Regions from separate parts of the Mus musculus genome. Here region 2 is linked to region 1. A link is a contact called in public Hi-C data. All regions are on one chromosome and are shown on one strand. The core of a region is the stretch at or near the end of the contact, and the rest is flanking DNA. Distances in the headings are between cores, read along the strand shown. Region 1 overlaps Gm32659 (a long non-coding RNA gene). Region 2 overlaps Gm46767 (a long non-coding RNA gene).

Region 1 (6,247 bases), core at 1,898-4,397:
GATTCAGTCCAGGTCCTTGCTTCTACTGAAACCTCTGACTTCTTTAAGAATTCCCTATCCTCACTAACGTCTAATAGGCTCAGAAAGCTCCCATCTCATGGCCTTTGTATTTGCTAACCATCTGCTATCTCCATACTTAGCTGACCATCTCTTTCATATGACTTGGATCTGAAGTCAAACATTAAAACTGCTTTTCTTAAAATAAAATTCTATAGCTTTTAGACAAAAGCTAACACATTTTTCAAGAGTATTTCCTAATTTTCCAATACCGTAATTTTGAAAGCATCTCTCAGCTTCTATTTGCCTTTAGTCTTCCTTCCCCCAATATGAAGAAAGTTCCATTAGAGGAGAGTCTTTAGTGAATTATAGGCACTCACATACAGTGCCCAAATCAGTGTCTGGCATACAGCAGTTTACTCAGTACATTTAAATTGTATTATTATTTATAAATGAATAACATGTCTCATATTCTAAAAATATTTCAAAATAATTACTAAGGTTTTGTTTATATGCTCTCAAGTATTAGCAAAGTCATAAAATACAGGGTGAATTGGAAAATCAAGAAAGAATCCGTGAGTCCTGATTGTTTATGTGCCTTCTATGCCCCTTAAATAGAGGAGGATTCATAGAAATTGTTACTAGTGAGAATGAGAAGGATGCACAGGATTCTTCAAGGTAGGTAAGAAGAGAAGGCATTCCCAAACTGTCGTGAGGAAAAGCGCAAACAGATAAGGTACATAAAAAGTTACTAGAATGTTGATTAATGGGAAAATAATAATCTATACTGTGACTGGGGCAGGGGTGAGGAGACTAGAGCTTATCCTGGAGGAGGCAGTGGTTAGAAAATAAAATGGCTGAGGCCATTTTATAGAACAGCCAGTCTGATCACAGTGTAAAAAATATGGACCTTTGTGGGTGAGGGGCAATGAACAGTTGGAAATTGTGGCAGATCATGTGCTCAATAATTGGTCATTGTACTGTAGAGATAAGAGAGAATTCATATCTTTTAGTAAAACTCTACATAAAGGAATTTAAATTTAAAATATAAACATTAAAGCAGATGAAGTACCCACACTGAATATAAATAACTACTTGAGAGATAGATGCAGGAGAATTGCTGCAATTTGTGGCAAGCTTAATCCAGCCAAAGAAATATTGGTTTTCTGAAGGTGATGTCTTAACAATTCATCATTAGTTGCCTTAGGGAAAATTTTTTAGAGGCAGGAAAGGTACGATATTTTATTTATAATATAGGAAATGTTTGGACTACACAATACTAAATAATAAGATAAAGATAAAAATACTAATATAAAATAAAGATATTATGGAGAAAATACAGGTGCTTGTGAGATAGCATAAGGAAGAGGAATAAAATTAGGAAAAGGTTCTCCATCCTTAGATGTGTCTGTATATTTCATGCCTCTGCTTCAGGAACTGCCCTTCTGTGAGATGTTCTATGCTGAGCAGTTCCTCCCACATCCCTATGGACAAACAGGCAATTCTTTGGTCATCTTTGATATCTTGATGATATAATTGCCAAAACAGCTTGAAATTTAAAATATCAGAACTAATCCATCTGCTTTAAGTTATAGTAATGCTATTATAGTAAGGGTAGAAACAGCTCCAAACTAAGGGAGAATAAATTTTAGTTGTGAAACTGAAGAATTAAGATGAGACACTAAGTAACAAGAAAATCAGATGCAAGCAAGGCCACCATGTTCATCCTCCATCAAGCTCAATTGGGGGAAGCCTAGGTCAAGCAAGGACATTGGCGAGAGAAGACAGCAGGCGATGGTGTCAGATGGCCTGGTCCTTCTAGAAGCTATGCACATCCATTTGAGGAGGAAGTTGAGTTGCAAGAATTGGCTTCCATTCAGCAGAAAGAAGTTGTGGGAGCCAGGAGGCAGAAAGATGTCTACCATCTGGAGAAATTGCAGAAAGGAGAATTGGAAGTCATACAGATCAGGGGTGGGAAATGAGAGAAAAAGCGAGAGGCTATCTGGCAAGGAGTCTTTGGGTAGGGTTAGATCCCCTCTTTTAATGCTAGCATACAACATGCAGTCTTCACAGCAAGGAACTTCAGGAAGGGAGAGAAAGTCATTCCAATTCCAAGTCTTAGTAAAGCTATGATTTTGAAATGACATTTAGAAGAGCTGTGTTTTAGCATGTAAACATGCCTCATGCTTTACAATTCTAAAGTCTTTAATATTCATTCTACAAAGTACAAGGGACATATAATGTTCTTTGGAGGTAAAGAAAATTATGGTTGATTTCTCAAGATTCAGAATTTTGTATTGGAAAAATCAAAACGAGTAGGAAGTCCCTGAAGCACTGGCTGAGCCAAGAAGGAAGGCCAAGTGAGTCAGGGATTTTGGATAAGTTCAGTGAAATCTGATCCTCCTCCGATCATTTATTAAGTTTGTGATTTGTGGGAAAGTCCATATACTCTGCAAACATCAACTTCCTGTCATATTAACTGGGAATTGTACTCATGTGAAAGCTATTATGATGACTGAAATTTAAAAATAATTATGTTTAGAAATGTTCGAAGTCATGGTTTTGGTATATTTTGAAAGCTGAGTAATTATTATATACTTTTTGTATTACCAACATCTATGTTCTTAGTTGAGAAGAATTGCAGAGTTATTTGTTGACAGAGTTGTTTAGGATTGGCTTTTCTCTTACAGTCTTGTAGAGATACCATCTAAAGATTCAGCTGCAAAAGAGGGACAAAGTCTATGTCCATCTGGGATTTTGAGACTTTAGATAAAAGATGTAGACACTGACTTGGCAGGTAGGAGTAGGAGGTTCTTCTGACAAGTCTATAATAAATTCATTGTGTAGCTGTATTCATCACATGCCTTTTCTTAGTCCCTCTCTCTTCATCAGTAAAGATGGAAGAATTACAAAATCTCCGTGGTTCCTATGAATTTTATCATACCCTCATTCTGCACCTACTGTTTCAAATGTGGCACCTGTGAGCTGTAAACGACGTAATCCCCTTTGCCTGTATTAGAATTCACTGTGAATGTTGAATGTGCAAAGTGTGAGGATATGATCTTCCATGAGCAGGAGACGGGTTGCCCTCCTCAGGCTGCTTGCTCAGAACAGCCATTTGCTCTTCCTTTGGCTGGCTGCCTCTCCTGGTAATTTTCTGCTGCAGCTCTCTCTTTACCCCAGCCAGCAAGAGGAAAATGAATTCACCCAGCAGTCCCAGCCATCCCTTCTGATATTTCAGGAAGAGAACTCGCCAGGCATTTCGCTGTTAATTATCAGCAGCCTGGCTGCTGTGGCCCCCTGCTGTGCCAGTTTGAGAGATGAAACTCTTTACACTGCTTATTGGGCTCAGCTAAATAAATATTACCCAGCATTAGTGTTGTCAAAGATAACAGTCTGAATTCCATTCCCTGGAGGGGGTGTGGATAACTGAGTTTTCCATTATCGGTTTTCCTCCCTGTCCCCACGCCACACCTTTTAACACACTACAACTAATTTCTTTCTCTGCCCCCTGAACATTCAGTTGGCATCAGCGTGCTGAAGTCATAGCATAGTGCGTAAGGTCTGTAACATCAGCGATACTGGACTTAAGGGCTCCAGATCACTCACTCGTTTCCTATGCCTATGCTGTCAGCATTCACATTTCTTGACAAGGTTCTTTGAATTAGCACCACCTCAACCCTCCTAACCAAAAGTAAGTTTTGAAAGGCTTAGGTCAACTAGCTACTGTACTTGGGTTAAAGGTGGAAATATGACCCCTCTATAAGCCAATTATGGCCCAAAAGAATTAACTCCCATACTTCTTTAAGCTACTTAAAAAACAATTATTTTTTTTCTTTGTGACCAATTCTTTTTCTTTGTAACTGAATATTAAGCCATGAAAATACAGCCCTAAAAGCAATTATTTAGGGCTATTTTCAGCTATGAAAATTAAAAACTAAATTCTAAGAATGGATTCAAAACTCAGTAAGTAGGGGAAGGGATATGAAAAATAAACACAAGTCTGGCCAAAGCCTTACTCTGGCTGTTGGAGGAATACATGTCAATCTTTGGACAAGTCTTGAATCAGTATACTTCATTTATCATTTAAGTTTGAATTGGGGTTTCTCTTTCATTGACATTTAGGAAGCTGTTGCATGTGGTCCTCTTTCTGTGCCAGTTTGTAGCAAGTGCATGAGATATATGCCTATGTCCTTTTAGAACTTAACACTGTACTATTCTACCTGAATCCCAAGTCTCACTCCAGAAAGGCTAGAGAAGCTGGGTGCTATCTAGCTGTATGAGGCAACTCTCAACCAATGAAATGAGTTGGTAAATGAATGCTCAGGTTTCTGTTCTTTTGGGATAGGGCTAAGCTTAAGGGTTTTTTGTTGTTGTTTTTGACTGGGACTGTTAGAGGTTCTCAGTATGATTGACCCAAAATGGTTTAATCCTGATTGTCTGCCTTCCTTTCTGTCTCAATACTCTGCTTACGTATTGATTTGTTGGCATCATATTGTAACTAAGTTACTGCTACAAATGTTCTTGACTTTTATTATTGGTTAGATCTTCATAAAAACGTCAGTAGCAGAAGGTAATGGAAGTCAAAGTTACAAAATTCCTAGCTCAGCTACACAGCTCTTTATAGACCACTAGTTGTTCCTGTCATGATCCGATGGTCAACAGAGCTTATTGACCAGAATTACAAGATAGTAGCATTACGCTGTGGGTGGAAATTACAGCATGGTAACCTGGAGAATAGTTTATTTGGGTCTATAAGGACTTTATAAGAAAGGGAATATCTACTCATGATTTCTTACAAGTCCCCCTTCCAAGTATTGTTTACATGCCATTCACTGTCCATATTCAGTGAACTAATACATACATAGATGTGTTGTAAAACAATACCCTGGAAATGTAAACATTTCCATTCTGGCAGAAGGTTCCACAAGATTCAGAAAATTACAACTTGAAACATTCCATCCTAGAGGAAGGCTCATTTAGACATACAAGTATACAACTCACAAGTTTTAGGAAGTCTGTGAAAGTTACAAGATTCACAAAGACCTTTCTTCCCCAAGATTATTAAAGCAGTATAAAATGTTTAAGAGAGAACTCTCCAACTTGTTGAGATACCTGCAAGTTATGCAAAGAGCTCCAAGGTGACAATTCCTCATCTAAACTGAGGTACGGGTTTCTATAATGCAGCTGCCTTTGAGTCATCCATGTTTCCCTAAGTTACCCATCATCCATACTCCTGTAAGTAATCAGATAAACCCAATGATTTGTCAAGTTAGACTTTAGTAGAATTGTATCTTTAGTTTGCCATCCATGATTTATCTGGGATGAGCAGATGGTTTTTCATTTTTTTCCCAGGAAAGTCACAAAACAAGAGAAAAAGCTACGGACTGAAATCCCACTAAGATAGTCTCTCCTTTTGGTGCTAACAGTTCAGGGGTGGGAAGGTTTTATAAGAGAAAGAGAAGTAAAAGTACAAGCAAGCCAATGTGTAAAGAATGCTCATTAATCAACCCTCTGGCTTCCTTGGGGGAAATTAGCTGTCAAGATCCACTAAAAGAATTTCGCTGAAGCCAAGATTATTAATTTGGTGGTCCTGGAAGGTTAACGACAGACAGTTTTAATCTCTTGGTTTGTTTTCTTTCTTGAGATGATTCCCTCCTAATCTCTCTCCCCTACTCCATCGTGTGTGTGTGTGTGTGTGTGTGTGTGTGTGTGTGTGTGTGTGTGTGTGTGTGTTGTGTGTGTGTGTTGGTGCTGGCGTGTGGCTCTACATGTAACCTTGTCAGAGACCAGAGGTGAATCATATCATTCCCATGTTATTCCCTTGAGACAAAATCTATCCCCGAAACTCTGGTTAATCATGGTCAGTAAACCATTGATTTTCCTGTCTCTATCTCCCATAGTACTGAAGATGTATTAGGCATGGGCGGCAATGGCCAGCATCAGAATCCTGTGGACTCAAAATCAGGTCCTCATGCTTGCCCAGAAGCACTCTTAACCACTAACCCGTACCCCCAGTTCATATTTGGACATTTTAAGTGAAGTATGCACTTAAATATCAGAAGTTAAAGGTCCAAGTCTTACTGCATTCCTTTCCATTTTATAGTGCCTAAGTTCTTTTCCCAGAGCAGGCATGGCTAACAGGGCAATGCCATTGTACTCGTGTTAGAGATTATAATTGTAGAATAGCATCTAGAATTGATGGTTCTACCTCTTTATTTTAGTAATGTGAGTAGAGAAGGCACAAAAG
Region 2 (6,831 bases), core at 4,155-6,654, 140 kb after region 1:
TCCCATCTGCTTCCTTCAAGAAGAAACTTTACAATGTTAGTAATGTCTGAGCCTTAAGGAATAAAATTTCCTAAGGGTCTCCCACTTAACTCAAGCGGTGTGTTCTTCCTCTATGTAATCTTGGAGCTGATGTGGGGGTGGTGCAGACAGCTGGACGCCCTGCCTGTGCTGGCGCATCACAGAGATGGAAAGGTACCATCTGCACCACTACTCTTGCCGATAGGACGTGGCAATGCCAAGCTGCGAGTTCCCAAATGTTCCATCTGGGTAGAACTGAATTCCTCCTTAAAATAAAAAAAGGAAAAACATGTTTGACATATACCTCTCCGTGTGATCATCTCCATAACCCTTTCTTAATTTCTTCAGTGTTCTCTTTATGGGAAGTATGACATGAACCACCAACAGCTAGGAGCAAAGGTTCCATTTGGTCTAGCTGATTTATTCTCAATTTTCTTATGAATTGAGAAAAATTCTCTAAAAAACAGTTTCCATATACAAAATACCGTCTCACACATCAGAGGAAAATATACTGAACAGATTCGTAAGTAGACAGATAGAAGGGGAACACCTTACAGTCATATAGTCAGAAAGCATGAATTCATCAGGATGCTCTGAAATGCTTGTATTTCCACGCTAGAAAGACCTGGAATTAATTTTCTTTCCTACAAACTACTTTGGCTCTGAGAACATTCTAAGTATAATAATAACAGCAATTAGAGGCACGACTTGAAATCAGAGTGACTTGCCTTTGAAGCATTGAGAGTAAGAGGGAACAAGAATACTCCTGGAGAGCACGAACATGCCTCTCTCCAAGTACAATTACAGATTTGAGATCTCTCGTTATCTTACCATGGCAACTTTCTTACTTAATTTCTCAAGTGTTGAACCTTTGTCATTTTGTTCCTTTAGGGGAGTCTTTCAACTGCTTCCCCTGGATTCAGCTCACATCATTGTCTTTGGTACATTCCTCAAAGCACATACCACAAGCTCACATCCCTAGACCAAGAATTACAGCAAAAGCTTAGAAAAATTGGCCCCACCCTCAGCGTCTTACTTAGCTATATTATTTATAGTTAATGAAAACCAAGAATCCAAAGGGTCAGTGCCAAATCAAAAGCAACACTTAGGTCCTCTGCACTATTCAATTTTAATAATAGTTGCTAAATATATAGTCTGCTGAAACTTCAGGGCATACAAAGACTAAAGAAAACTTCTTTCATTCTAATGTGAGAAGTTCACAATGGAGAGAGAATAAAATCCAAGTTACTAAAAAGTAGTTTTAACTATGCTCACCAGAGCAACAGCATTAGCATCGCCTGGGAACTTAGGCATCTGAAACAGCAGCAGCTCTCAGGAGCCAGAACTCTGTGCTTACCTGCTTGTTGTTTGATTGGTATAATTTCCTCAGGTGACTTTGTTGTTTTCTAAAGGTTGAGAATCAGCATTACAAAGTGATATAACACAAAGGAAAAAAAGGAGAGAAAAATTTAAAGGAAAAGAGCAACTGTTTTTAGATCGTTGTTAGGGAGTTTTTTCCTGGATCTTCAATATACATGAAGCTCTAACTAAGACACTGAAATGCAGGGAGTGAGGGTGTTCCAAGGGAGCGAGCTGTAAGTGAAGTCATAAATTTTAAAAATATATCTTTTATTAATTGATTTTTCTTATTAATTATTTTATTCATTTACATTTGAAATGTTGTCCAACTTCCCAGTCCACCCTCCACAAACCCTCTACCTCAACCCTCCTCCCCTTTGCCTCTAAAGAAGGTGCTCCCCCACCCACCCATCCACTCCCACCTCACCTGTCTAGCATGCCCCTTCTCTGAGGCATCAAGCCGCCACAGGACCAAATGCATCTCCTCTCACTGAGGCCAGACAAGGCAGTCCTCTGCTACATATGTAGCAGAGGTCTCAGACTAGCCCATGTATGCTCTTTGGTTGGTGGTTTAGTCCCTAAGAGCTCTGAAGGGTCTGGTTAGTTGATACTGTTGTTCTTCACATGGGGTTGCAATCCCCTCAGCTCCTTTAGTCCTTCCCCTAACTCTTCCATTGGGGTTCCCCGGGCTCAGTTCAGTGGTTGGCTGCGAGCATCCACATCTGTCTTAGTCAGGTGCTGGTAGAGCTTCTCAGAAGACAACCATGCCAGGCTGCTGTCTGCAAACACAACATGGCATCAGCAATAGTGTCAAGGTTTGGTACCTACTCATGGGATCCCAAGTTGAGGTGGTCTCTGCATGGCTTTTCCTTTAGTTTCTGCTCCATTTTTGTCCCTGCATTTCCTTTAGAAGGGAACAATTCTGAGTCAAAAATTTTGAGAGGGAGGGTGACCCCACCCCTCAACTAGAGACCATGTCTATCTACTGGAGGTGGTTTCTTCAGGTTCTATTTTCCCACTGTTGGGCATTTCTTGCTAAGGTCATTCCCGTAGAGTCCTGGTGTCTAGGATTTTCTAGAGGTTCTGCCTGTTCCCTACCCTACATTGCTGCATATTTATATTCAGTCTCCTAGCCCTCTGGGCTTCTCTCTTGTCTCCCCCCAACACCAGTACCTGATGCTGTTCCCCCCTCCCCCGTTTTCTCTCCCATTCCCCTATCTCACCCAGGTTCCTCCCTCCTTCTTTCTTCTAAGTGGGACTGAAACATCCTCACTTGGGCCTTCCTTCTTGTTAAGCATCATATGATCTATGGAATGTATCATGGGCATTCTGAATTTTTTGGCTAATATCCACTTATCAGTAGTACATTCCATGTATGTCCTTTTGGGTCTGGGTTACTTCAATCAGGATAATATTTTCTAGTTCCATCCATTTGCCTGTAAAATTCATAATGTCCCCCTTTTAATAGCTGAGTATTACTCCCTTGTGTAAATGAACCACATTTTCTGTATCCATTCTTCAGTTGAGGGACGTCTGGGTTGTTTCCAGCTTCTGACTATTTTAAATAAGGTTGCTGTAAACATAGGGGAGCATGTATCCTTGTGATATGGTGGAGCATCTTTTGGGATCTGCCCAGGAGTGGTATAGCTGGGTCTTCAGGTAAGACTATTTCCAATTTTCTGAGGAACCTCCAGATTGATTCCCAGAGCAGTTGTACCACTTTGCAATCCCACTGGCAATGGAGGAGTAGTCTCCTTTCTCCACAGCTTCTCCAGCATTTGCTGTTGCCTGAGTTTTTTATTAGCTATTTTGATTGTTGTAAAGTGGAATCTTAGGGTTTTTTTTTTTTTTTTGATTTGCATTTCCCTGATGTCTAAGAACACTGAACACTTCTTTAAATGTTTCTTGGCCATTCAAGACTCCTCAGTTGAGAATTCTGTTTAGCTTTGTAGTCCATTCTTAAATTGGGTTATTTGGGTATTTGGGTTCTGGAGTCTAACTTCTTGAGGATATATATATATTCTCAGTCAGATGTAGGGTTAGTCAAGGTCTTTCCCAATCTGTAGGTTGTTGTTTTGTCTTATTGATAGTGTCCTTTGCCTTACAGAAGCTTTTCGGTTTCATGAGGTCCCATTTGTAAATTGTTAATCTTAGAGCCTGACCCATTGGTGATCTGTCCAGGAAATTTTCCCTTGTGCCAATGCATTCAAGGATATTTCCCACCTTCTCTTCTATTAGATTCAGTGTATCTGGTTTTATGTGTAGGTCCTTGATCCACTTGGACTTGAGCTTTGTACAAGATGATAAATATGGATCAACTGGCATTCTTCTACATGCAGGCCTCTAGTTAGACCAGCACCATTTGTTGAAGATGCTTTCTTTTTTTTTCTACTGTATTGTTTTGGCTTCTTTGTCAAAGATCAAGTGTCCATATGTGTGGGGGTTTATTTCTGTTTCTTCAATTCTGTTCTTTTATGAATTCTTTGGGACTTTCATACATACAGTGTCTGATCATATTCACCTCCCAATGCCTCCTCCTAACTCTTTCTAGATATACCCCCACATCTCCTTACTTTGTGTCCCCTTCTTATGTTTTATTTGGGGGGCACTACTTTTATATAACCTACCGAGTCCAATATATGCTTCCCAAACACTCCTCAGTGTGAAATCGTCCAGTGGAACATTATTGATATTCAGGATTGTTCCTAAAGATCCAACCATCAGATAGCTGGAAATATATCAATTGGTGCTTTCTGGAAGAAAAAAATTTAAAAAAAAGTAGAAGTCTGGGAAAAAATCTTAGCAATAATACAAAGGACCTAAAAGATACACACACACACCAAACAAGAGAGATAGAAGAAACTTCCAGAATCATACCAGCAAAATGCAAGAGAATACAAAGGTTTAAAATGGAAGGTATGCTTAAGTAAGGCATGTCTGATTGCATAATTCATTGAAACTCAAAAGTATTTATTGGGTTAGAGGATGTCAAGTCCTTGGCGACCTTTCAAAGCAGACATCATTTAAGTGTCCTATGACCAGGCCTTATGGTTAAGGGCATGTGAGATGGAAACATGGTAGAGCAAGCCCTCCTCTCACTTTTCGTCTGTGAATGTTTGCTGTGCTGGGGAAGAAGGACATGGTGGTAGTGACTGAGTTCAGTACGTTCACATAATGTTTTCACAGATGAAAAAAGCTGAACATAATTCCTGCGTATGATATCAGGTCTCTTCCCGAGACAGGATATCAATAGCTTGAATACAGGAGATAGAAAACAAAGCACTTCTGTGGTCACCAACCCATCCTGATCCTCTAGGGAAGGCAAAGCAAGCACTGGCTGACTTTCCATAGGGCTGATACTACAGTTTTAAAGGCAGTCTGATAAGGTTAATTAAATCATTTCTGGCTTTCCTTCCAAAATCTGGATGGCTACTCATCTAATTCTGGCTTGGCATCTTGGAGAAAAATCATATTGTAGGAGTAAAGATGTCGCGTTCACCGTCAGCATGCCCCCAAGGACAAAAAGTGCTCTGGGTGCTTGACAAAGCTGCAGGATCTGAAAGGGCAGAGTAGCAGCTCCATTTCAGCAAAAATAAATATCCTATTACAGCACGTTGTTTTTGCAGCTGACTGAGGCTTTGCTGTAGTGCAAATGAAAAGAAGGTTTCTGGCAGGGCAAAAGAACTGTGTCTACATCACTTCTTTATGACGCCATTTTCTCCCCTCAAGCTAGGAAGTCCCAGAGGAATTTTTACTTCCAACAAATGCCTAGTACATTTTGCTGTACTCAGCATGTGTGACTTATTAAAAATAAAGATAAAGTGTTGAACCAGTTCTCTCGGTACCATTTATTCTTTCCTCCCTAATTTACCACTTCATATTGCCTTTTTATTTCAAAATTATGGGGAAAAACACGTGAAACCACAGCATATCTTTGCATTTTTAATTTTTAACCTGATTCTAGTGAGCCATGGCAACCTAGAAGCTTACATCTGCGTGAGACATGCCAAATCTTCTGGCTTTAAAATAGCAGCACATCTTCTAGCAGTTTAGCTATTCTGAGGTAGATTTTTCATGCACATGATTGCTTGTAGAACTAAAGTGCATTTCATTTTTGCATCCTTCTTCTCCTTCTTCTCCTTCTCCTTCTCCTTCTCCTTCTCCTTCTCCTTCTCCTTCTCCTTCTCCTTCTCCTTCTCCTTCTCCTTCTTCTTCTCCTCCTCCTCCCCCCTTCTTCTTCCTCTTCATAGAAATCTTGAGGGATATGTGTTTTTTTACACCTTAAGAAATAAATTTTAATGTGCAACACAGGAACTAAGTTATTTATTTTCTATATGTCTTAACTATTGGTTAGGACCAACCCTGCTTTGGAAAGTAAGGTATCTATATAATAGAGCTGTTCCACTGAAGTCTGTCTGTTAACATACAGAGTTAAGTATATCTCTTTTTAAATTATGTGTGTGTGTGTGTGGTGTGTCTAAGTTAACAACCCATGAAAGTTAGCTCTATCCCTCTACCAAGTAGGTTCTAGAGTTCTAGAGCCCAGGTCATGAGGTTTGGTGGCAGATGCCACCTACTGAGCCTTTCCTTGGTCAAGGAAGTAGGTGGGATCAGAGGAGTCTCAGATCCCACATATTTGGTGAAATGCATAGACTAAAGGAGATTTTACAGTGCAAGGTTCTCTGCGTGTACCTGCTTTGATTGTGGCTTGTCTCAGGAGATCACCTATGGAAACACTTGTGCAATCATATTGCTGCTCAACTAACTGGTTCCCCATGTTGAACTTCAGATCTGAAATGTTCTATTACCGATGCTCAGTGTGCACCAATGCTGTAGTCTCTGTTTTTTTTTTTTTTTTTTTTTTTTGGATTCCCCTAGAAGCAAGCCCCTGAGCTGAGCATTTGAGTAGACACAGTTTATTGGTGAGGTGATTTTTTTAAGACAGTGAGAGAATAGAGAACTGAGTCAAGGAGGGAAGAGAGCTACAAAGTTTTCCCTTTTTTTCTGAATTATTTTTATTAGATATTTTCTTTATTTACATTTCAAATGTTATCCCCTTTCCTGGTTTCCCTTCCAAAAGCTCCCTCTTCCTATTCCTTCCCCCCTTCCTCTGCTCACTATAGGAAATGCAAGGTCTGGATGACACCAAGGCATGCTGGTATAGCAGTAGCATTGTCAACAGGCCATCATGATCTTTTGGGAATAGTCGCATTTCCCTTTATCATAATCGTGGTGATGTTTATAGGTGAAGTTACATTATTTTCAACATCACTTGAGCCTGACTGTGCTCCTTGAGCAACTTGCATTAAATCATTAAATAACACTCCAAAGCTCACTTTATTTTGGCTAATGAAATCTGTCCAATTAGAGATAATCTTTTTCTTTAAAATTATTCAGTTGTCAAAAACAAAGGCAAGGTAGAAGAATTGGAATGTACTGGTAAAGGTACAGGCC

Evidence for each region. A called contact is a pair of places that touch in the nucleus more often than the background predicts.
Region 2: a Hi-C map of cortical neurons shows a contact between it and region 1, with 1.6 times the contacts expected there. The contact joins two enhancer-like sites. A contact is called at or near these places in 3 of 484 Hi-C or Micro-C datasets (cerebral cortex, cortical neurons and nephron progenitors).

The regions. Positions count from the first base shown.
Region 1 is chr2:136,667,489-136,673,735 of GRCm38.p6, forward strand. The region is part of intron 2 of Gm32659 (a long non-coding RNA gene); the gene reads right to left. Among named protein-coding and RNA genes, the nearest start is that of Snap25, 43 kb to the right of the region's middle. Within about 2 kb of position 3,148, at least 47 of the 459 cell types and tissues checked have an H3K27ac peak or open chromatin away from gene starts, as enhancers often do. A contact at or near this core is called in cortical neurons, where this site is marked.
Region 2 is chr2:136,803,142-136,809,972 of GRCm38.p6, forward strand. Gm46767 (a long non-coding RNA gene) reads right to left here. Exons shown (of 3, transcript XR_001783485.2): 2 at 4,005-4,130; 3 at 2,067-2,156. Gm39943 (a long non-coding RNA gene) reads right to left here and starts at 1,931. Exons shown (of 6, transcript XR_866770.2): 1 at 1,805-1,931; 2 at 1,376-1,424; 3 at 850-996; 4 at 91-284. Within about 2 kb of position 5,405, at least 9 of the 459 cell types and tissues checked have an H3K27ac peak or open chromatin away from gene starts, as enhancers often do. A contact at or near this core is called in cortical neurons, where this site is marked.